Linked DNA regions of Triticum aestivum: region 1 is linked to region 2. The links are chromatin contacts, called in public Hi-C maps. All regions are on one chromosome and are shown on one strand. The core of a region is the stretch at or near the end of the contact, and the rest is flanking DNA. Distances in the headings are between cores, read along the strand shown.

The links. A called contact is a pair of places that touch in the nucleus more often than the background predicts.
Region 1: a contact with region 2 is called in a Hi-C map of leaf, with 2.8 times the contacts expected there. The contact joins the promoter of LOC123053217 here to the promoter of LOC123049355 in region 2. A contact is called at or near these places in 3 of 5 Hi-C or Micro-C datasets (all in leaf).

The regions. Positions count from the first base shown.
Region 1 is chr2D:374,091,888-374,098,194 of IWGSC CS RefSeq v2.1, reverse strand. It overlaps LOC123053217 (AF4/FMR2 family member lilli), which reads left to right and starts at 4,426. Exons shown (of 1, transcript XM_044476656.1): 1 at 4,426-6,191. The coding sequence starts at 4,713. The coding sequence ends at 5,822. It overlaps LOC123053216, which reads left to right. Exons shown (of 10, transcript XM_044476654.1): 9 at 10-180; 10 at 340-1,365. The coding sequence ends at 573.
Region 2 is chr2D:373,643,275-373,649,691 of IWGSC CS RefSeq v2.1, reverse strand. It overlaps LOC123049355 (momilactone A synthase), which reads left to right and starts at 2,560. Exons shown (of 2, transcript XM_044472283.1): 1 at 2,560-2,642; 2 at 2,769-3,755. The coding sequence starts at 2,602. The coding sequence ends at 3,549.

The sequences.
Region 1 (6,307 bases), core at 3,177-5,676, 450 kb before region 2:
TTTGGACAGATAAAATCCTACTACGGAATATCTCGAAATCTCCTAGTAAAGTTCGAAGATGATCAAATTGATGAAACCTCTATCATTGCACAAGTGCTAAGCTCTGAATCTGCCATTAGCTCACTGCTTGATATGTCGATTCGCTCACTTCCTGGGGATCATGGCCTTCCATTGCAACAGGTGCTTTTTTTCTCTGTCGGGATTCACACAAGTACTGTTTTGGACTCCTCGACAAAGCCATATAGTGCTAGAAATATTAATAGTTCTGCTGAAGACTAGAAGTCGATGTATGAGTTGTTGCTCTTGTTTCAGCAAAGTAATTGTGTGTTGTTGATTCAGGTACTTCCTGACGTTCCACCAGGAATGGCTGATGCAGTAAGCCGTGGAGGTGAACTCCTGGCAAATCTCACAACAGGCACACCATGGGAGGCTGTTGCTAAGGAGGTAGGTACCACTTTTGGCACTGACTCTGACGTTCTGCGAGCACAGGCCCCTGAGGATGTCAATGCACTTGTGGATGTAATTGTTTCATGGATAGCTTCAAATTCTGGCCCAAAACTACTTCGTTCATGATCACCAACAATGCTTGGGGATGTAAATAACACTGTAGAACCGCAGGGTTTACTGACTACTGACGAATTATGAGTAATTGAAATTTTGGGTCCCATGTCAGGGCTATATTCTAATTGCTGAGATTCGTACTATCCAGGGAAATCAAGTATGAGGGGTATGCAGGAGTATTATAAGAACATTGAAGATAAATTAAAAGAACTTCGAGGGTCATATACATTATGCTTGCGCTGAGCCACTAATTGTTACGAATTATCTTGTTGCCTTGTTGTTGTTTTCTTTCTTTTTTGTAGCAATTGCATGTGCACAAAATGCATGCTTCTGTGCCGAGATATACTGCCTGACGTGTGTATTATCTGTGGTTATCATTCTCAGCTTGTGTGGTGTGTTTTGTTTCGAAAATGCATTAAGCTCTGTTGTGCTAACGACGGCTAGCAAGAATGCCGACTGGAGCACTGCGCCTCATGCAGAGGAAGGCTACACAGCTCAATGTACCTCTGGGAGCGCTGGCGAACAAGTCACCTTACCACAGTGGCGAAGGCAAGAATTCTTTCCTGACTCATCAGATCTTATTTTTGGCCTGCAGTAATGATGGTAAAGGTTGTAGGTTTATACTAAGATCCTTGAGTTAGAACATTTATCCTCGTTGCGTGTGAGCTCTTAATTTGAAAATGAATATGGTCCTAGATTTTGTCGCCCGGGGTAAGATTTAAACTGTGCAATACTGGGAAGACATTTGTTGCAAGATCACCGTCAAACTAGACTGAATAAACCTGTTTTGTTTGTTTTATGCCACCTCTGATTTGTTGATGTTCTGCTAACCATTTTCCCCCCTTAAAGAAATATAAAGCGTTTAGATCACTACTTTAGTGATCTAAACGCTCTTATACTTCTTTAAAGAGGTGTACTATAAGGAGTTGCTTAATGTTCATACAGTTGGCAGAATACAAGTGTTAGTACTCTTATTTGTATTATTTACACTAAACAAAGTGTTAGATAGCAGGTCCATGTTCAAACTGACCGCCATTTAATAAAGTAACAGCATTATTGTGTTTGTAAGATTTAAATCTCTTGTGACAACAGTCGAGACGTCTTGACCAGTGAAAAAAATCAGTTGTATCTGCACCTTCTCCCGAAATACAGTAGTTACATACTTCATCTGTAAACAAATATAAGACGTTTTAGATCACTAAAGGAGTATTTCAGTATGCACTTGGTAGAATTAGTATTGATGCGAATCGGGGGTACATGTAAGGGCAAACTCACACTAGTTCATAGCGCATTTACATCAACAGATACCAGGAATCCACATAAACAGCAAAAAAATATGCAACTGAGAAATGTCAATGATACGGTTCAGATGCAAATCCTTCTTCAATCAATGATAGATAAGACAAGATTGCCCATTGGAAAATCAAATTTATAGCGGTGCTATGCATACTAAATTGGAAGCAGGTTTAGTAATAATTTAAGTGTACAATCAAGTGGGAAACCTCACTTGGGTCGAACTAATCATCGAAAAACCTTTCAGTTGATGTGTCAAATAACATTAAATTTTTTTATCACAACTGCAGATATACTCCCTCTGTAAACTAATATAAGAGCGTTTAGATCACTATTTTAGTATTCTAAACGCTCTTATATTAGTTTACGGAGGGAGTACTTTCCAACTTAAGCTACACACTTGTAATGACGTTTTAAATCCAATCAAATGTTAATAGTGAAACGTAACAACTTGAAAATTGTTCCTGTTTGGTGAATGGCACTCCATAGACGAAATATGTAACCATCGTACCCAGCTGATATGGGATGACCGGGCGTGTCCAATCAATGTGCCACATAGGATTGGCCCACCGCAGACAATATTTTCTCTTTCTTTTTCTCCCTCCATCGCACCAAAAGATGCATATGGCTGGACATATAGGGAGAAAAGTCGTGCACAGACAAACAAAGGTTTAAAATGGACATGTCCAAACATTGATCAAATTTGTTCGCGGACATTTGAGGGGCTAAATTTGCGGAGTCCAGCTATACATGCCCTTGTATAACGCAACAATTGCCGGTGCTCAATCGTAAGCAGGCGGGTTATTCATCACTATTTTTCTCTTGTACTCTAAAGGGAAAGATTATGATTGCTGGTTATCCATATGTCAGAGCAGACCACTGGATTGAATTGAATTGAATTGAATTCAAATTGCTACCTGCCATCCTGCACTCCTGCTGCTTACTTTTACGCTGTTGTCACCTGGAGCGGAGCCATGCATGCAAGATCCCTGCCAAGATCCACAAAAATGTTTGCAGGAGCTGACCGCACCGGGAAGAGTGGACGCACGGCGGGCTCCCGCGTGCGTGCAAGTGCAAGTGCAAGCCCAGCAGGCATGATGAGTGCACGTACGCCGGTGCGGTGCCGCCGCGGCAGCAGGTAGTGGAGGTACTCCCCCGGCGGTAACGACAAGTCCATCAAACGGGTGCCTCCCCCGATGTGCATGGAGCCATGGGCCGCTTCAATCAGATCCGCGCGTAGCACCCATCCTCACCAAGTATAAAATGCAGGCGATGTGTACAAGGTACAGGTGCATTTGATGCGAACAGGCGGAGCATGGATGGACGCCGTGCGGAGCCATGTGCGCGCGTCGTGCCATGGCATGGATTTGCGGTTGCGGCGTGCCGACCGCAAATTACTCGCGGCCTCCAACAGCCCATCGTCCATGCCCATCCATGCAAGACTGAATGAACATGTTAACGAGTGCTCTAGTAGGTACCAAAGTGATGGGATTGGTCGATCGATCGATCTGCCACCCTGGTGCTACCGAGAGATAAAACCCTCCCCCGAGCTGGAGATTCTTTAGGCGCGTATGTTTGACCAAGGATGATAGACTAGACGTTTCCATTCCAGATCATCTGCTTGATCAGAGGAAGCCGCCCCTCTGTCACAATGTATTGCCGTCAGTTACGGAGATGAGTTAGTATACTCTTGAACTTGAGATTTCTAAATGAAGCCAGTGAGAGTGACCCTAGGATGCTCATGCTGGCACATGGTTCATCGATCCACTCCTCACTCACAGCAACTTGGCCGGTTGTTGCGCGTTACATACCATCACCAGACACCAGCTGTGATGTGGAGAGAGTTAAGAACAAAACTACTACACGCCTCATGTGCCGTCCGTCGTGCTCTGATCACTGTTTGCAAACAGCAGGCATGGGACGCTGCTGAGTTTGTGCTAGATCTACCATGGCGGAGTAGCTGGCTGTACATTCTCTTCGGAACAGGGGAAACACCGTCTGTCGCACTAGAAAACGGAATCATGGACAAAAACCATGACCATCATATGTGTACCAATCACTGCCGGTTAAAACAGGCAAGGGCATCGACCGACGACGACGGTGGCGGCTAGCTGCAACGCAGAAACATACGTACGCACGACACCAATGAATGAACAATGTCAATGGAACAGGGGCGCGGCTCCTGATTCGGCATCGCGTGCCGTGTAATATGCTTTGGCGGGAAGCGCAACGCAAACCTTTTCCCACTGTGCACCACGATTATCCACTAGTGGTAATTTTCATCAAGCAGGATAAATGTACTAGTACATCGCACGTGCAATCACGCATGGTCTTGTCTCGTCCCAGTGGCACGGCACCAGTAATTTCGAGTTGTTTTTACTTGACACTCTGCTTAAGATCCGTTGTTACTATACTCCAGAGAGACAGAGCGCGCATCAAGTGGAGTGGAGCCACGCGCGCGGTCGCAGAGGGTTGCCCACCCCCACGTGCCCGCCCTGACCCAGCCTTGTTTTTTTTCTCTTCTTCTAGTACGTGCGATGCGATGACCGAGCCTTGTCACGGCTAGGGCCGCACGAACCGGACAAAAAGACGCAGGCGGGAGTGGCGCTAAAATAAGGCGCACCCCCACGCCGCCCCCTGCCACTCCGCTCCTCCCATCGATGCTCTCCTCTGCCACCGCATCCGCATCCGCTTGCGCGCTCGTGCCCCTCTCCATCCCCCAAGCTCCCCCCTCCCATCCGCGCGCCTCCACCTTCGGACCGGCCGCCGCGGCAGATCGCCATCAAGAGAGCAACTGAGCCGCTCTGCTCGCGTCCCAGATCCGGCACAGCATTACCAAGAGCGCGAGGAGAGCGAGCATGGAGGAGAAAGCGCCGGAGACGGTGGCGGCCCCGGCGGCGGTACTTGCGGTGGATCAAGAAGTGGCGTACTGCAGCGAGCACCCCTACCCGCCGGGCGCCGCGGCGGCCGCGGGGGTGGCTGCCGGCAGTGGCATCTGCGCCTTCTGCCTGCAGGAGAAGCTTGGCATGCTGGTCTCCTCCTCCAAGTCCAGCCCCTTTCACCCGCCGCCTTCCTCCCTCACCCCGACCACCCCTCCGCCCAACAGGCTCGCCACTGAGAATCTTTATTCTTCCACCGCCTCTGCCATGGCGATCCCTCCGCACAAGGGCAAGACCTCGTCCTCGGCGCCCGCCCCGGTGGCCAGCGGGCTCAGGAGGAGCAAGTCCGTGGCGCCGCGGCCGGAGGAGCCGCCGCTGTCGTCGGGGATCACCGCTGACAGCCCCCGCAAGAAGAGCTTCTGGTCTTTCCTCTACCCCTCCTCCTCGTCCAGCGGCCACCGGAGCGGGTCGTCGTCTCTGGCCAGTGGGGAAGGCGCCGCGTCGGCGAGGAGGAAGTCGGTGTCGGTGGCTTCGGCGACGTCAGCGTCGCTGGGGCGGAGGCTGGAGGCGATCGAGGAGCCCGAGAGCCCCGGCCGCCGCAGCGAGGGATCGTCGTCCTCGTCGTTCGGGAGAAAGGTGGCGCGCTCGCGCTCCGTGGGCTGCGGCAGCCGCAGCTTCTCGGGGGACTTCTTGGAGCGCCTCTCCACCGGCTTCGGCGACTGCGCGCTCCGGCGCGTTGAGTCCCACCGCGAGCCCAAGCCCAAGGGAAGCGCGCTCGGCCACCTTGGCCGCGCCCGCGACGCCGGCGACGGCGACGAGGACTACGAGTACACGCAGCAGCACAGGATCAAGTGCGCCGGGTTCTTCGGCGGCATCGGCGCCGCGCCCCCGGCCTCGTCCTCCTACTGGCTCTCCGCGCCCAACGCCGGGAGCGGCGCCGGCGCCAGCGGCAACGCGAGGGTTTCTGGCACACGGAGCCACCGGGGCTGGGCGTGGGCGCTGGCGAGCCCCATGAGGGCGCTGAGGCCGACGAGCTCCACGTCCAGCAAGACCATCATGTCGGCATCCGCGACGGTGGCGACGAGTTAGCCTCGTCGTTGGATTGCAGCTGCGCGCTCCGCGATCAATGGCCGGTTATCAAATCATCGCTCTTCTTCTCGAACTATACTACGTACTACTGCTGCTTCTACTAGTATGAAAATTACTCCTGTTCTTGGTTCTGGTATATGCCCATTCGAGTCCTGAGAAGCTGCTCCTAAGGTGAAGGATGGAATGGGCCGCAGATTAAGCTCTAGCTTGCCTTTCATTTTGTAATTCTGTTCCAATTCGAGATTTTCTCCTGTGGTGCCCGTGGTGGAAATAGAGATGTTTTATGTTGAGTTCATTCGTGTGTTGGAGACGGGACATGAGCATTGAATTGAAAAGGAGAAATTTGGCAATTTGTCCATCAGTTCTGTACTTGTTCTTGTGTGCCTTGATTCATTTTTCATGATCCTACTACCACACTATACTACGGGTGGCCTGTTAAAGCATCTACAACCGGACCCGTCAAAAGTGAGTTGCCCCTCAAATCT
Region 2 (6,417 bases), core at 1,311-3,810:
ATCTGAGGAGTCTTGAGCCGTGCTTATTGGGCCAAGGATGTGTGATATTTTTTTTCTCCCGATGCAACGCATGGGCTCTTTTGCTAGTAATAATAAAGAGCTATTACTTCTTGTGGTACGTCACGGAAATTGCTCCCAAGTTGCAAAATACTACCCACTAATGCCACCTATAAGTGACTAAAAAAACATTTCACATGGGGGAATCCTCCGCCTGGGCCGACCCATGCTCTGCGCGCTGGGAGAAGATGCAGAGCGCCAGTTTGGGCCGGCCCATCCGGGTGGCCTGTTTTTCAAATTTCGGTTTTTTTATTTTTTATTTTTACTTTCCTTTTATGTTTTTTGCTACTTTAAATAATTTGTGACTTAAAAAATCCGAAAATTAAGAAAAATGGGAATTTTGAAATAAATAGTTTATAAATCATAAAATGTTTGTGGATTCAAAAAATGTTCGTGATTTAAAAAATGGTTCTCATTCACAAAATGTTTGAAATTTGGAAAACAAATGTTCAGGAAATCAAAAAATATTTAATTTTTAAAAGTTCATGTATTCAAAAATGTTAATGAAATTGAACAAAATTTTGCCAATTCAAAAAATGGAAATTTTTCCTAACAATTCATTTATAAAAATGTTCGCTGATTCAAAAAATGTTCGTTAACTAAAAAGATATTTTTTAAATAAAAAAAGTTCATGAATTTCAAAAATTGTCCCACCAATTTTCAAAACAATGTTCGTCCATTTTAGAAATGTTCACCAATTCAAGAAAATTGTTAAAAAAATGTCAACTTTTAAAAAAATGCTTGCAAAAGTATAAAATGCTCATGAATTTAAAAAATATTCTTGATTTTATAAAATCTTCAAACATTTGTAAAAGTGTTCATGAATTTGAATAATGTTTGCGAGTTCAAAAAAATTCATGATTTCACAAAATTGAGAGTGATAGTGTATCTCGGTGATGCAGCAAAATGTGATCATGACAATTGAAGATTATGATTTTTTTTCTGTTGCAATGCACGATCCCTTTTGCTACTATGTACATATGAAAGTATTGTTCAAACGATGCTTGGCGCACGAAAATCGCACGGTAGTCATGATCGACGAATGTGGCCCACTGAACGAACGGGATACATGGTTGTGATCTTGTGCCGTGCGCAAATCGGCCGCAAAAAATTGTCGGCGGAACCATCAGCAGCCGGTACCACTCGCATTGCCGGGCCAAATCCGGCGCTCGTATCTGCACTAGAGCCGTGCAGGTCTTCACATCCAAGCCCACAAAACTGCCAACGAGGGCTGATCAATCTCCACCCATACGGAACACCACGAGCAATTACATGACCTCTTTGGCATACACGATGATGTGTGGAGGAGGAACCAAGTTCCAGTCGGCCGCAGCTATATGAAAATGCAAGGCACCCCTCACTTGTCAAATATTTATGTGGCTGGCACTTCAGTACAGGTTGTGGACGTCTGATAGGAGAGTGACGTGAACGTTCTATACATAATTTTCTATCTTCTACATAGTTAAGGTACGGCTTTGACGAATCTCCACCGGGATGAAGGATGGCAAGGCGGTCGGGGCTGTCGCTGTCAAGTGGCTGATGTGGTGATGCTCAGTCGCATGTGTCTCGATGTCCTGGTCAGTGTCACAGTGAAGCAGCTAACTTGCCGCCAAGAGCTTTGACAGGCAGCCGGCGGCTGCCTGTATATGTGAACTGCGCATATGTAGCCGGACAGTTGGATTACTCATTTTGAGGCACTCACAAACAATAAAAGTAGCTATTTAGACCCTAAAAAATTAGTTATCTATAGGGAGTTAGGCTACTCACAGTGAAGAGTAACTTCGATTAGTAACATGCATATATTACTAGTCTATGTTACTACCTACACAGTGCGGAGTAACATATGTGTGGTATCATGCAACGCTTTATTTATTAGTTTCTAGACTCATCTTCTCTTAATATGTGTGATGTTACTTATAGTATAAGTAACTAGCTATTTTACTCAATTCGTCTCTCTGATTTAATCATTACCACATAAGCAAAATTGCTGAGTTAGAACCTTATATTACTTCTGAAGTTACTTTCACCGTGGGTAGTCAAGAAAAATGAGCTATCTACACCTGTAGCCCAGGTACCTGGTGCGTAGCCTAGTGGCCGTTTCGTCGCGCCCATCATCTTCCGCTGACCAGAAAAGTACGCCAGAAAAGTACGCACGCATAAGCCAATGCACGCGCATATACATATCCGGCCGGCCAGCCGGCCGGCCCACTCCAAACCCAGTCTTCCGGCGAAAAAAAAAAGCAATAGTCATAGAAACGCCCGATGGATATTACAGGGAAAAACGACGGCGAGCGGCTTATTCAGGACACTGGTCGGCGATCGTTGTTCGTGTTGCACGAGCCACTTCACAGTTCCGCTACGTCCAAGGCTCCCCGACACTTCCGGGAGGCGAATATCGAACCCTGGAGATGCCCGTTTAGTGCTAAACTAAACACGTTTAATCAGTGGTGCGGCTCCACAAGCCTAGTACTATAAAACGAGCCACGAGGGCTTTGTGTCACCGCAGGGTAGTATACCAGTACAAGTTAATCAAGGTTAGCTCCCATGGCAAGCAGCTCCGATGTCGTTCCTGCCGCTGCAAGGAAGTACGAGACGTTGCCTACCTTTTCCAGTTTTTGTACTGTGTTGATACTTGCTATGTATGCATGTAATTGGCGCACTTATGCCTTACGCGAAGGTGAGGGTTAATTTGTCATGTGCGTACGTTGCAGGCTGGACGGCAAGGTGGCGCTGATCACCGGCGGCGCGAGCGGCATCGGCGAGGGCACGGCGCGGCTGTTCGTGCAGCACGGGGCCAGCGTCGTCCTCGCCGACATCCAGGACGACCTCGGCGCGCGCCTCTGCGCGGAGCTCGGCCCGGCGGCCTCCAGCTACGTGCGGTGCGACGTCACCAAAGAGGAGGACGTCGCGGCGGCCGTCGACCACACCATCGCCAGGTTCGGGAAGCTGGACATCATGTTCAACAACGCCGGCATCGGCGGTGCGGCATGCCACAGCATCCGGGACAGCACCAAGGAGGACTTCGAGCGCGTGCTGGCCGTCAACCTCGTGGGGCCCTTCCTGGGTACCAAGCACGCGGCGCGGGTCATGGTGCCCGCGCGGCAAGGCTGCATCATCGGGACGTCGAGCCTGGCGTCGGCGGTGGGCGGCGTGGCGTCGCACGCGTACACGTGCGCCAAGCGCGCCCTGGTCGGGCTGACGGAGAACGCGGCGACGGAGCTTGGCCAGCATGGAATCCGCGTCAACTGCATCTCCCCGGCGGCGGCTGCCACGCCGCTGGCCACGGGCTACGTGGGGCTTGACGGCGAGGCGTTCGAGATGGCCATGGAGTCCTTTGCTAACCTCAAGGGCGTGGGACTGCGGGTCAAGGACATCGCCGCCGCCGTGCTCTTTCTCGCCAGCGATGACGCGCGCTACGTGAGCGGCCACAACCTGCTCATCGACGGCGGCATCTCCGTCTCAAACCTTACCTTCGGCATCTTCAAGGAGTAATGGAAACCGATCGATTCTAAACTATGCATCCAAGGCTCGCCTCACATGGTGTGGTGTGGTTGCTTAGCGGCTTAGCGCCGTACGTGCCATTTACTAGTACTATTTATGTCGCTTTATCGGGAGGAAATATACCTCCAACGTGATTTGCGAGGGCTTTACCTATGATTGAAATGGAATCACGATCATGCTAAGCGTCGGTCAGGTGAAAAGCGGATCGGATAGGCCGCTCCATGGCAGTTGGATCCGGCGCGCAACAGCCACCGATCTGTGCCGCGTTAGCCGCTCCGGAATTCACAACATCTTGCTCCCGGAACGGGGCGTCGACCCGTTGGCCGAGCAGCTGAGGGTAGCTACCAGCCCGCCTGCGTTTGAGCCTCGGCTCTGGCGTGCGGCGCTCGCGAAGTTTCTCCTATAAAAAAATCAACGAGGTTAGCCTTTTGGTTGGTCTCGTTTTTAAGTACTTTTAAAAAATAATGTTGCTCTAGGAAGTTTGTAACACGAGATATGCGCTTTGGGGTTTGCTTGCACCCCTAAAAAAAACATGATCCATGTTGCGCTTGTTGGGCTGCATTAGCATTTAGTTGTGACCTGTTGTTTGAAACATGATCCATGTTGCACTCGAGGGTTTGCAATATGGATCATGTCGCACTCGCGGTTGCAACCTTCAAAACATTTTCAACCATTGCAACGTGTTGTATGTTGTAACCGCAACAACTCCCTTCGCCGTTGGCTCCTCTCCTCATGCCTTCTCGCACGTGACTCTTTCACCAATAGGACGCCACGACGACCCCGTCAACCGCACCCCAGAAACCCGTGGAGCAAGGGATCACGCCGCTGGATGACCAAGATCTATCGCCCACCACCACTGTGTAATGCCCACGATGCGGCTATATCTCCCACGTGTCGAGGCACGACTTAGAGGCATAACCGCATAGTGGTTTTGTCGCAAGACGGGTCATCTTCACACAATCCCATGTAATGAACAAGAATGGGATAAAGAGTTGGCTTACAATCGCCACTTCACACAATACATGAATATAAATCAGACATCATCCGAAATACAAACATATATAGACCGACTACGGTCAAAATTCAGATGAAAATAAGACAACCCCAAAAGCTAGATCCCCGATCGTCCCAACTGGGCTCCACTACTGATCATCAGGAAAAGACACATAGTAACGACCACGTTCCTCGTCGAACTCCCACTTGAGATCGACGCCATCATCTGCACTGGCATCGTCGGCACCTGCAATTGTTTTGGTAGAATCTGTGAGTCACGAGGACTCAGCAATCTCACACCCGCGAGATCAAGACTATTTAAGCTTGAAGGGAAGGATGGTATAGTGAGGTGGAGCTGCAGCGGCAATAAGCATGTATGGTGGCTAACATACGCAAAAGAGAGCGAGAAGAGAAGCAATGGAACGGTCGTCTTCTAGCAATGACCAAGAAGTGATCTTGAACACCTACTTACGTCATACATAACTCAGACCGTGTTCACTTCCCGGACTCCGCCGAGAAGAGACCATCACGGCTACACACGCAGTTGATGTATTTTAATTGGGGTCAAGTGACAAGTTCTCTACAACCGGACATTAACAAATTCCCATCTGCCTCATAACCGCGGGCACGGCTTTCAAAAGATATTACCCTGCAGGGGTGTCCCAACTTAGCCCATCATAAGCTCTCACGGTCAACGAAGGATAAACCTTCTCCCGGAAAGACCCAATCAGTCTCGGAATCCCGGTTTACAAGACATTTCGACAATGGTAAAACAAGACCAGCAAAACCGCCCAAATGTGCCGACAAATCCCGATAGGAGTTGCACATATCTCGTTCTCAGGGCACACCGGATAAGTCAAGCTACGAGTAAAACCAGACCTCGAGTTTCCCCGAGGTGGCCCCGCAGGCTGCTCGGTTCGGACCAACACTCGAAGGAGCACTGGCCCGGGGGGGTTAAAATAAAGATGACCCTCGGGCTCGCGAAAACCCGGGGGAAAAGGCTTAGGCGGCAAATGGTAAAACCAAAGTTGGGCCTTGCTGGAGGAGTTTTATTCAAGGCGAACTGTCAAGGGGGTCCCATAAATCACCCGACCGCGTAAGGAACGCAAACTCAAGGAACATAATCCCGGTATATCAGTAACTAGGGCGGCAAGAGTGGAACAAAACACCAGGCATAAGGCCGAGCCTTCCACCCCTTTACCAAATATATAGATGCATTAATTAAATAAGAGATATTGTGATATCCCAACATATCCATGTTCCAACATGGAACAAACTTCAACTTCACCTGCAACTAGCAACGCTATAAGAAGGGCTGAGCAAAAGCGGTAACTTAGCCAAACAACGGTTTGCTAGGAAAGGATGGTTAGAGGCTGACATGGCAAAATAGGAGACATGATATAGCAAGTGATAGGTAGCGTAGCATGGCAATAGAGCGAATAACTAGCAAAGCAAAGATAGAAGTGATTTCGAGGGGTGGTCATCTTGCCTGCAAGGTTCTCAGAGTTGTCGAAAGCTTGATCCTCGTAAGCGTACTCAACAGGTTCCTCGTTCACGAACTCGTCTCCCGGCTCTACCCAAGACAAGAACACAAACAAACGGAACCACAATCAATCACGAGAAATGCACAAGCAACATGATGCAAAACATGTATGATATGCGAGATATGATATGCGATGCATATGCGTGCTCCGGAAGAAAAATGATGAACAAGGCAGTAACTTGGCAAACCAAGCATGCCACTGGAAAGATGAGATGATTTCGGTCGAAATCTATATAAAGATCACCGGAAACGGATGCACGGTTTGCAAATGGCAAGCAAAACAAGAATGACACGAATCTGCGATTAACAGCATGATAGCACTT